Regions from separate parts of the Mus musculus genome. Here regions 2 and 3 are each linked to region 1. A link is a contact called in public capture Hi-C and targeted proximity ligation data. All regions are on one chromosome and are shown on one strand. The core of a region is the stretch at or near the end of the contact, and the rest is flanking DNA. Distances in the headings are between cores, read along the strand shown.

Region 1 (2,700 bases), core at 27-2,526:
TGAGAAATTAACCATTACACCAACTTTGACGAAAAAGCTATGTCAAAGACCGTTTGGGATAGTTAAAAAGCAAGCCAAACAAAACAACATTTAATGAAACCAACAAGAGAGTTTCTGATTCTAAAAGGGAGTTAGAAAGATTAAAGAAAGATTAAAAGGCAAGCAACAGAGAAAGAATTTCCAAATCGTTTTCTGCCAAAGAACTAGTATCTAGAATCACTTCTAAAAATTAACATAGAAAGAGATAACTTTTTTTTTTTTTGGGGGGGGGGGTTGAGACAGGGTTTCTCTGTGTAGCCCTGGCTGTCCTGGAACTCACTCTGTAGACCAGGCTGGCCTCGAACTCAGAAATCCGCCTGCCTCTGCCTCCCAAGTGCTGGGATTAAAGGCGTGCACCACCACTGCCCAGCTAAGAGATAACATTTTAAAAGAGAGAGAGAAAAAAAAAAAACCTAACTAATCTTAACACTCAGGTGACAGAGGCAAAGGGGTCAGCACAAGTTGAGGCCAGTCAGGCTATAAATTATTTTAACAGCTATCACAAAAGTTGCGCCTAGAGGCATTCAACCTTGTGACATTGCGACATAACTAACCAACCACCTACACTGTGCTGATATGCATTCTTATCTATACTCGACTAGCAAGGCTGCAAATTGGGACACACCTGGAAGACCCGAAGCTCGGGAAACACAGGTCTGGGTAGTGACTGCCAACCACAAACTCTGCATGATAAAACCAGAATATATATTTCTCATCTGAACACCAGAACTGGTGCCACAAGCCTGGCTGGACTTCAAGGCCGGAGAGCAGGGAGTGTGGGAAACACTAAAACAGAAAGTTGTAGTCCTGGAAAGCAGGAGCAGACAGACCCAGACTGAGACCCTAGGACCGCCGGAGCGCGGTACCTGCCAGAAGCAGGAAACCCGAGCGCCCGTGCCAAGGGGACCCAGGTGGGCGCGGGGCCAGGGATTGGGGGTAGAGGGTCCGAGCTCACCGGAGGAGCATCGCCGTTAGCTCGCTCGGGAAGAGCGCTGCCCCGTCGGAAGCAGCGCTCTCGTCGAGCTTCGCCGAGAGCAGCAGCTGCAGCAAGACGCCGGCGCATCTGAAGGCCGCGGGGGATGCCGGGGGTAGGGTCGGCTTCAGCGCAAGCGCAGTGGCGCGGAGCAGAGCAACCCAAAGCAGCACCACCGTCGGATTCCCCAGCTCCTGCACCTTTAAACGTCAACTCCCGTGCGCGCCGCACTGACTTCAACTCTCCAGCGGAAATACGCCAATCAGAAGCGTCTTCCGGCTACTTAAAGGGCGGGGCCAGATAAAAGGGCGGAAGTGTGCGCGAGCCCGCCCCCAGGGGCCCAGCCCTTCCGTTGATATGGGTGGTCTGTGGGTTTTTTTTCGTGTGTTCCTGAGCCCACTGGAAGGAGGTGTTTGTTTTGATGGGCTTGGGGGACAAGGTTTCACTGTGTTGCCCTGGCTATTCTGGAACTCTCTTTGTAGACCATGTTGGCTTCAAATCAGAAATGTCCATGCCCCAGAGAACCTATCTCCAGTTCTCAAGCAGCCAGAACCATCAACATTCTTTGTTTGGAATTTGTCCTATGGCTGTCTAAACTGATGTTTGCCAGTTTGCTTCATGTTAGTGGCATGGGTCAGGATTTCCTACTTTGTTCATTGGGGTCACTGGACCCTTAGGCCACTGTGATGCCAAATTTAATTTGAAAGATGCAAACTTATTTGTAATTCTAATTCTAGTTTAGGCAGCCTTCGTCCCACCATAAGATAGCTGAGCAGATGGAAAGGAAGATACGTCCTTTCCCCTCTGAGCAAGATGGCTGGGGGATGTTACCAAGTTGACACCACTTTCACGTGAAGTTATCAGCAGACAAGCTACAATTAATATTGTTACAACTGGTCATGGAGCTCATGGGAAGTCCACCGTGGTGAAGGTTATTTCTGGAGTTCACACTGTCAGATTCAAAAATGAGCTAGAAAGAAACATTACCATCAAGCTTGGACATGCTCATGCTAAGACTTATAAACTTTGATGACTCAAGTTGTCCTAGACCAGATCATGTGGAAGCAGTACACCAGATAAGTTTCCTACATACATTCTGGGGGCCAAAGGGAACTTCAAATTAGTCAGACATGTTTCCTTTGTTGACTGTCCTGGCCATGATATTTTGATGGCTACGATGCTGAACAGTGCAGTAGAGATGGATGCAGCTCTTCTGTTGATAGCTAGTAATGAATCATGCCCTTGGCCCGAACACCTGACTGCTGTAGAAATCACGAAACTCAAGCATATTTTGATCTTACAGAATAAAATTGATCTGGTAAAAGAAAGTCAGGCTAAGGAACAATATGAGCAAAATCTCGCATTTGTGCAAGGAACGATAGCAGAAAGGGGCACCAATTATTCCAATTTCTGCTCAACTGAAGTATAATATTGAAGTTGTCTGTGAGTATATAGTGAAGAAAATACCAGTGGCCCCAAGAGACTTTACTTCAGAGCCCCATCTCATTGTTATCAGTCCATCTGATGTCAACAAACCTGGCTGTGAAGTCGATGACCTTAAGGGAGGTATAGCTGGTGGTAGTATTCTAAAAGGAGTGTTAAAGGTATGCCAGGAGATAGAAGTCAGACCCCGTATTGTCTCCAAAGATAGGGAAGGAAAACTCATGTGTAAACCAACCTTTTCCAAT
Region 2 (2,700 bases), core at 29-2,528, 610 kb before region 1:
AGTTAGTAGGTAACAGCCTAGAGATTTGAGCTAGAGGAAGTGGACGTTGTTATTGGGAACCTGCAAGGACTCCACTGTACTGTGCAGTAATTCCTAATCAGAGGTTAAAACTCCCCTTTCTGGTAGGGTGGTGGTGGTACACAGCTTTAATCCCAGCACTAGGGTGGCAGAGGCAAGCAGATTTCTGTGAGTTCGAGGCCAGTATGCTCTACAGAGTGAGTTCCAGGACAGCCAGAGCTAAAACCAAATACCCCAACCTTGGAGGGGGGTAAGCAAGGAGCCAAAAACAAAAAAAACTAAGACAAACAAACAAAAAAACCCTTGCCTTTCTAGCCAGGCAGTGGTAGCATATGGCTTTGATCCCAGCAGAGGATCTCTGAGTTGGAGGCCAGCCAGCTCTACAGAGCTAGTTCCAGGCCAGCCAGGGCTGTCCAAAAACAAGAGAAACCCTATCTCAAACAAAACAAAACAAAACAAACTCCCAGGGCTGTCTAGAGGTGTAAGTGACAAGTAATACGGATATGTGGAAAAGTTTTTGCTACAGTAAAGTGCTGTCTGTGTAAAAGGCAACTTGTCTCTGAGCAACAGGACTCCCATCAGAAAGCACACACCCAGCAGGGCTGTACACTGCAAGCCAAACGTTAACCCACCTCCTGGCCTCTCATTATCTAAACCTACAAGGCCAGATGTACTAGAAAAACAACTTCGCAGAAGTTTAAAAACAACACAACTGAAGAAGGGCCATACTCCAAGGGCAGGGAATAGGCAAGGACACCCCCAGGGCCAGAACAAGGGGCTAAGGGAGTGAGGGCATGCTAACCCAGCGGGAATCATGGGGTTGTCTCCCTTCCAGAAGCTGATAGAGAGGACAGAGCAGCTTCCCGGGGAGACCCGAGGGATGCGCTGAGGACAGAGGCAGAAGGAAGAGGACCCTGGGGTGAGGTTAAATAATGCTGAGTCTTCCCAAAGGCTCTGGGGAAAAAAAGAGGAAGCGGGAATCAGAGTTCTCCAAAGCTTTGGGGTCGATGGGCAGGGCCCGGGCCTGGACTGGATCCAGAACCTCCGGGTACAGAGAGAGATCCCAACGCAGGGATGCGGAGCGCAGAGTCAGGGACCAGGGCGTGCGGGGGCGGGGTCCTCACCGGCCGCCACATGTCCCCGGCAGTGCTCTCTTCCCGGTTTCGCCGCAGACGTCCCTGGTGCCCAGACGACCCCGCGAAAGAGTAGGCAATGCGCTTGCGCACCGGCCCACACGCGCCACACAGACCTGGGTAGAGTGGAAGGGCCACGCCCCCAAAACGTGACGTGACCGCCTCGGCGTGCAGCGGCCCCTTGAGGTCGCCCGGGGCATAGCCTCATGGGAGACACCAAGTGATGAGTCTTTACCAAGTGTTTTCCTTTGTTTATTGTATGTGAATGTTATGGAGCAATTTTCAAGAGTCGGTTGGTGCTTGCTTTCCACCGTCTGTTTTATTTCTGTTGCCCTGTGCAAGCCAGGCTAAGTTTGCGGGCAATTTTCCTCTTCCCACTCCTATTTCACTCTAGAAGTGCTTTTTACATTGTTCCAGGAACTTGGCTTCCTAGGGTAGCCCTTTTACCCACTCAGCCATATTCCCAGACCCTTGAATTGGCTCTTTAATTTTGTCGGGCTCTCGTTCCTTTCTGAAAAGTGACAGTGTAACTCAAAGCTGACACTTGGTCATTTTCACAACTCTCAGTATTCGCTCGCACAGGCAGTTTGGCAACACCTGTTGAGACAGCCACCAAAGCTAGAGACACCCTCGCTTTCTTGCCAACTATGTCAGTTAGAGTCCAGGTTCTTTTTTGTTTGTTTGTTTGGTTGGTTGGTTGGTTTGTTTTGTTTTGTTTTGTTTTTTCTTTTCTTTTTTTTTCTAAGACAGGGTTTCTCTGTGAAGAGTCCTGGTTCTTTGTCCCCCTACTCTTCACTCTCTGTGATACCCAATCCTTCTGCAAATCCTCCTCTGGAGGGGTCCTTACTACCTGGTTCCTCAGAACTCCCCTGAAGTTCCTGCTTCCCTAGCCACGGGTGCTCTTCTCAGCAACTGTCCTAATGTTGACCATTGGGTTCTTTGAGGTCACCTGAGCCTCCCCCCACCCACCCACTGGAACTGGCAAGCTGCCTTCTGGTTGAACATGGCTCTAAGCAGGCTCTAAGATAATGTCATGTCCCCAATTGGCTTTGGAGTGCCTGGAAGGTGGCAGAGTGGCTGTATGAGGGGGTCACAAAAGTCTGTGAGCCAGACGATGTCAGGCAATGGCCTCCTTCCAGTTCATTCATTCTGGACGTCCTTGCAAGCCTAGGAAGTACGTGTAGCTGAGATGTCTGGGCGCAACTGGAAAGCAATGTGTCAGGGACAAAATGGATTCAGGGTGCACAGAGCCCAGGATGAAAAGGCAGAAATGGGTGTTCCGAGACTGGGCTACTTATAAAGCACAGGGGAGAGAGATTGTGGCAATTAGGTCCAGATATACAGTAGGGAACAGATCAAAGTCCTCAGCCCTGTGAGGTCACACCCGAACCAGGGAGACCTAGCTGGGAGCTACCAGGAACCTGTTGGAAAGTCAGGGCAACCAAGTAGCCCAGCAACTCCAGAATACTTATTTAGCCCAAACCTTTCCAAACATTATATCATACAGTCTTGGCCAGCAGCCTGTCCCTGAGCGTCTGCAGCAGTTGGA
Region 3 (2,700 bases), core at 160-2,659, 670 kb before region 1:
AATGTAAATAGGTGATATGTGCTTTAATTTCTAGAAGAGGGCTGGAGAGATGGCTCAGCGGTTAAGAGCACTGACTTCTCTTCCAGAGGTCCTGAGTTCAATTCCCAGCAACCAGAGAATGGTAGACGGGCAGAAATGCATCTGAGGAACAGGGTAGCCCCTGTTCTGCTCCCAGGAGGCCATGAGGGCGTTGGTCCCCAGGGAGGCTGCAAGGCTCACAACCATCTGTAATGGGGTCTGATGCCCTCTTGTGTGTCTGAAGACAGCTATAGTGTACTCATATGAATAAAAAATAAATCTGCCAGGCCGTGGTGGCGCGTGCCTTCAATCCCAACACTTGGGAGGCAGAGGCAGGCAGATTTCTGAATTCAAGGACAGCCTGGTCTACAGAGTGAGTTCCAGGACAGCCAGGGCTACACAGAGAAATCCTGTCTCAAAAAAAAACCAATAAATAAATAAATAAATAAATAAATCTTTAAAAATAATAATGTCTAGAGGAAATGGGGGTAGCACTACAGTATACCTGTAATAAAAAGGCAGGCTGGGAGCTGGAAAGTTGGCTCGGTAGTTAAGAGCTACACTTGCAGAGGACCTAAGTTTGGTAACTAACATCCACACGATGATTCACAACAAGCTGTAACTCCTCTTCAAGTTGCCCTCTTCAGCCTCTTCAGACACTAGGCACACGGCAGGTGCACACACACACACACACATATATATATATAGGTAAACACATACGTGAAATTTAAAAAATCTTTTTTTCTTAAAGATTCATTTATTTACTATATCCAAGTACACTGTAGCTGTCTTCAGACACACACACATCAGATCTCATCACGGGTGGTTGTAGCCACCATGTGGTTGCTTGGACCTGAACTCAGGACCTTCAGAAGAGCAGTCGGTGCTCTTAACCACTGAGCCATCTATCCAGACCCCCCTCCTTTTTTTTTTTTTTTTTTTTTTTTTTTGTCTCTCTGTGCATCATTGGCTTTTCAGGAATTTGCAATTTGCTCTGTAGACCAGGATGGCCTCAAATTTAGAAATTTGCCTGTCTTGGCCTCCTGAGTGCTGGGATTAAAGGCGTATGCCACCAAGCCCGTCTAATCCTAAAAAAAAAAAAAAAAAAAAGGCAGGTAGATTTCAGGGGAGCAGGGTCAGTCTGTAGTCCTGGTAACTCACCAGAAAGGGCACTTCCTGCTTGGGTGCCCGTACTCTGACAGCAGCCTTGAAGGCCCAGATCCTACCCAACAGACCTTCTGCCACCTGATGGCGCCAGTAGGACTACAAATCCCAGAAGGCCTGGAGTCTACCGCACTTGGGCCACCGAAGGGGCGGGGTTAAGCATGCGCTCAGAAGAGTGGGTGGGCCTTGCGTGTTATGGGTGGAGTGAGAAAATGGGCGTGGGCTCAGGGAAGCGCGGGAAGTGCAGATTTTCGCGGCGGCGGTGGCTTGTCTGGCTATGACCCTGGAACAGGAGCTTCGCCGTGAGTATTTTGGGGAGTGCATGTCGGGACGCAGGGTGTGGATCGGGTCCTGGGTTAGACTCGATTCTCTCTTCCGGCAGAGCTGAGCAAGGCCAAGACCAGGGCCCAGAGGAATGGACAGCTGCGCGAGGAGGCGGCCTACTGCCACCAGCTGGGGGAGCTGCTGGCTAGCCACGGTGAGCCGGAGCGGTGAGAGGACTAGCTGGAGGCAGGGGACTGGCTGGGTGATGGCGCACCTTGAGCACACGCCCCTCTTCCGGCAGGCCGCTTCAAGGACGCTTTGGAGGAGCACCAGCAGGAACTACATCTGCTAGAGAGCGTCCAGGACACTCTAGGCTGCGCTGTGGCCCACCGCAAGATTGGAGAACGGCTGGCTGAAATGGAGAATTACTCTGCTGCTCTGAAGGTACAGGACCTTCACTTGTTGAGGAGAGAGGGCTAGTATGCAAATAAGTATTCAGGGACCTTTGACTTGGCAGGCAGTCACACCCTTCTTATGTCTACTTGGGGCGCTGCCTGCCTCTTGGTGGTGGTGGTGGGGAATGGATGGGTTTGTGACAACTGAATGAGGAAGGCTCAGGACCCACTGCTATTGAGAGCAACACTCCATGCAGCCCTTAGTGGTCTCCCATGACAGCACTGCTGCAGGGCAGAACAGCCATTGCCATAGACAGTCCTTTGCATAGAAAAGATAGGACATGGGTATACCCAACTCTGTCGAAATTTGGGAAACAGAAGGGTCTCTTTTCTAAGAGTAGCTTCCTCTGGTATCAGACTGCTGGAGTTGCTGGGAGTCGGATCATGTCAAATGCTTTTTCTTTCTACATTAGCACCAGCATCTCTACCTGGATCTGGCTGGTTCCCTGTCCAACCACACTGAACTACAGCGAGCCTGGGCCACCATTGGCCGCACCCATCTGGATATATATGACCACTGCCAATCAAGAGATTCCTTGTTGCAGGCACAAGCTGCCTTTGAGAAGAGCTTGGCTATTGTGGATGAGAAACTAGAGGGTATGTCCCCTTTCTTGGATTCTCCCCATAGGCTCCCTCTGGGCCCTCCCTTTCCAAGGCCTGTGTTGCTCTTCAGGCTTGAACCTGTCAGGCACCTGCTCCTTCTCTATATTCTACGTGCAGCAGACTCCTGGCTCACTCAATAAGAGATGGGATAAAGGGTAGGAGTGCCTGAAAACCCCATATCCTGGGGGTGGGGGTG

What was found. Capture Hi-C pulls out chosen DNA fragments and counts their contacts.
Region 2: a contact with region 1 is called in a targeted proximity ligation map of microglia, with 4 times the contacts expected there. A contact is called at or near these places in 2 of 39 promoter capture datasets (frontonasal cranial neural crest and second pharyngeal arch cranial neural crest) and 1 of 130 datasets of targeted methods (microglia).
Region 3: a contact with region 1 is called in a capture Hi-C map of macrophages, with 5 times the contacts expected there. A contact is called at or near these places in 2 of 39 promoter capture datasets (cranial neural crest and liver), 2 of 130 datasets of targeted methods (embryonic stem cells and pancreatic cancer cells) and 1 of 9 other capture datasets (macrophages).

What each region holds. Positions count from the first base shown.
Region 1 is chr15:75,967,699-75,970,398 of GRCm38.p6, reverse strand. Zfp707 (zinc finger protein 707) reads right to left here and starts at 1,276. Exons shown (of 4, transcript NM_001347040.2): 1 at 995-1,276. The coding sequence starts at 1,102. It also overlaps the pseudogene Eif2s3x-ps1.
Region 2 is chr15:76,574,937-76,577,636 of GRCm38.p6, reverse strand. Adck5 (aarF domain containing kinase 5) reads right to left here and starts at 1,278. Exons shown (of 15, transcript NM_172960.3): 1 at 1,143-1,278. The coding sequence starts at 1,154.
Region 3 is chr15:76,638,638-76,641,337 of GRCm38.p6, reverse strand. It overlaps Tonsl (tonsoku-like, DNA repair protein), which reads left to right and starts at 1,409. Exons shown (of 26, transcript NM_183091.3): 1 at 1,409-1,484; 2 at 1,565-1,660; 3 at 1,748-1,890; 4 at 2,315-2,498. The coding sequence starts at 1,460.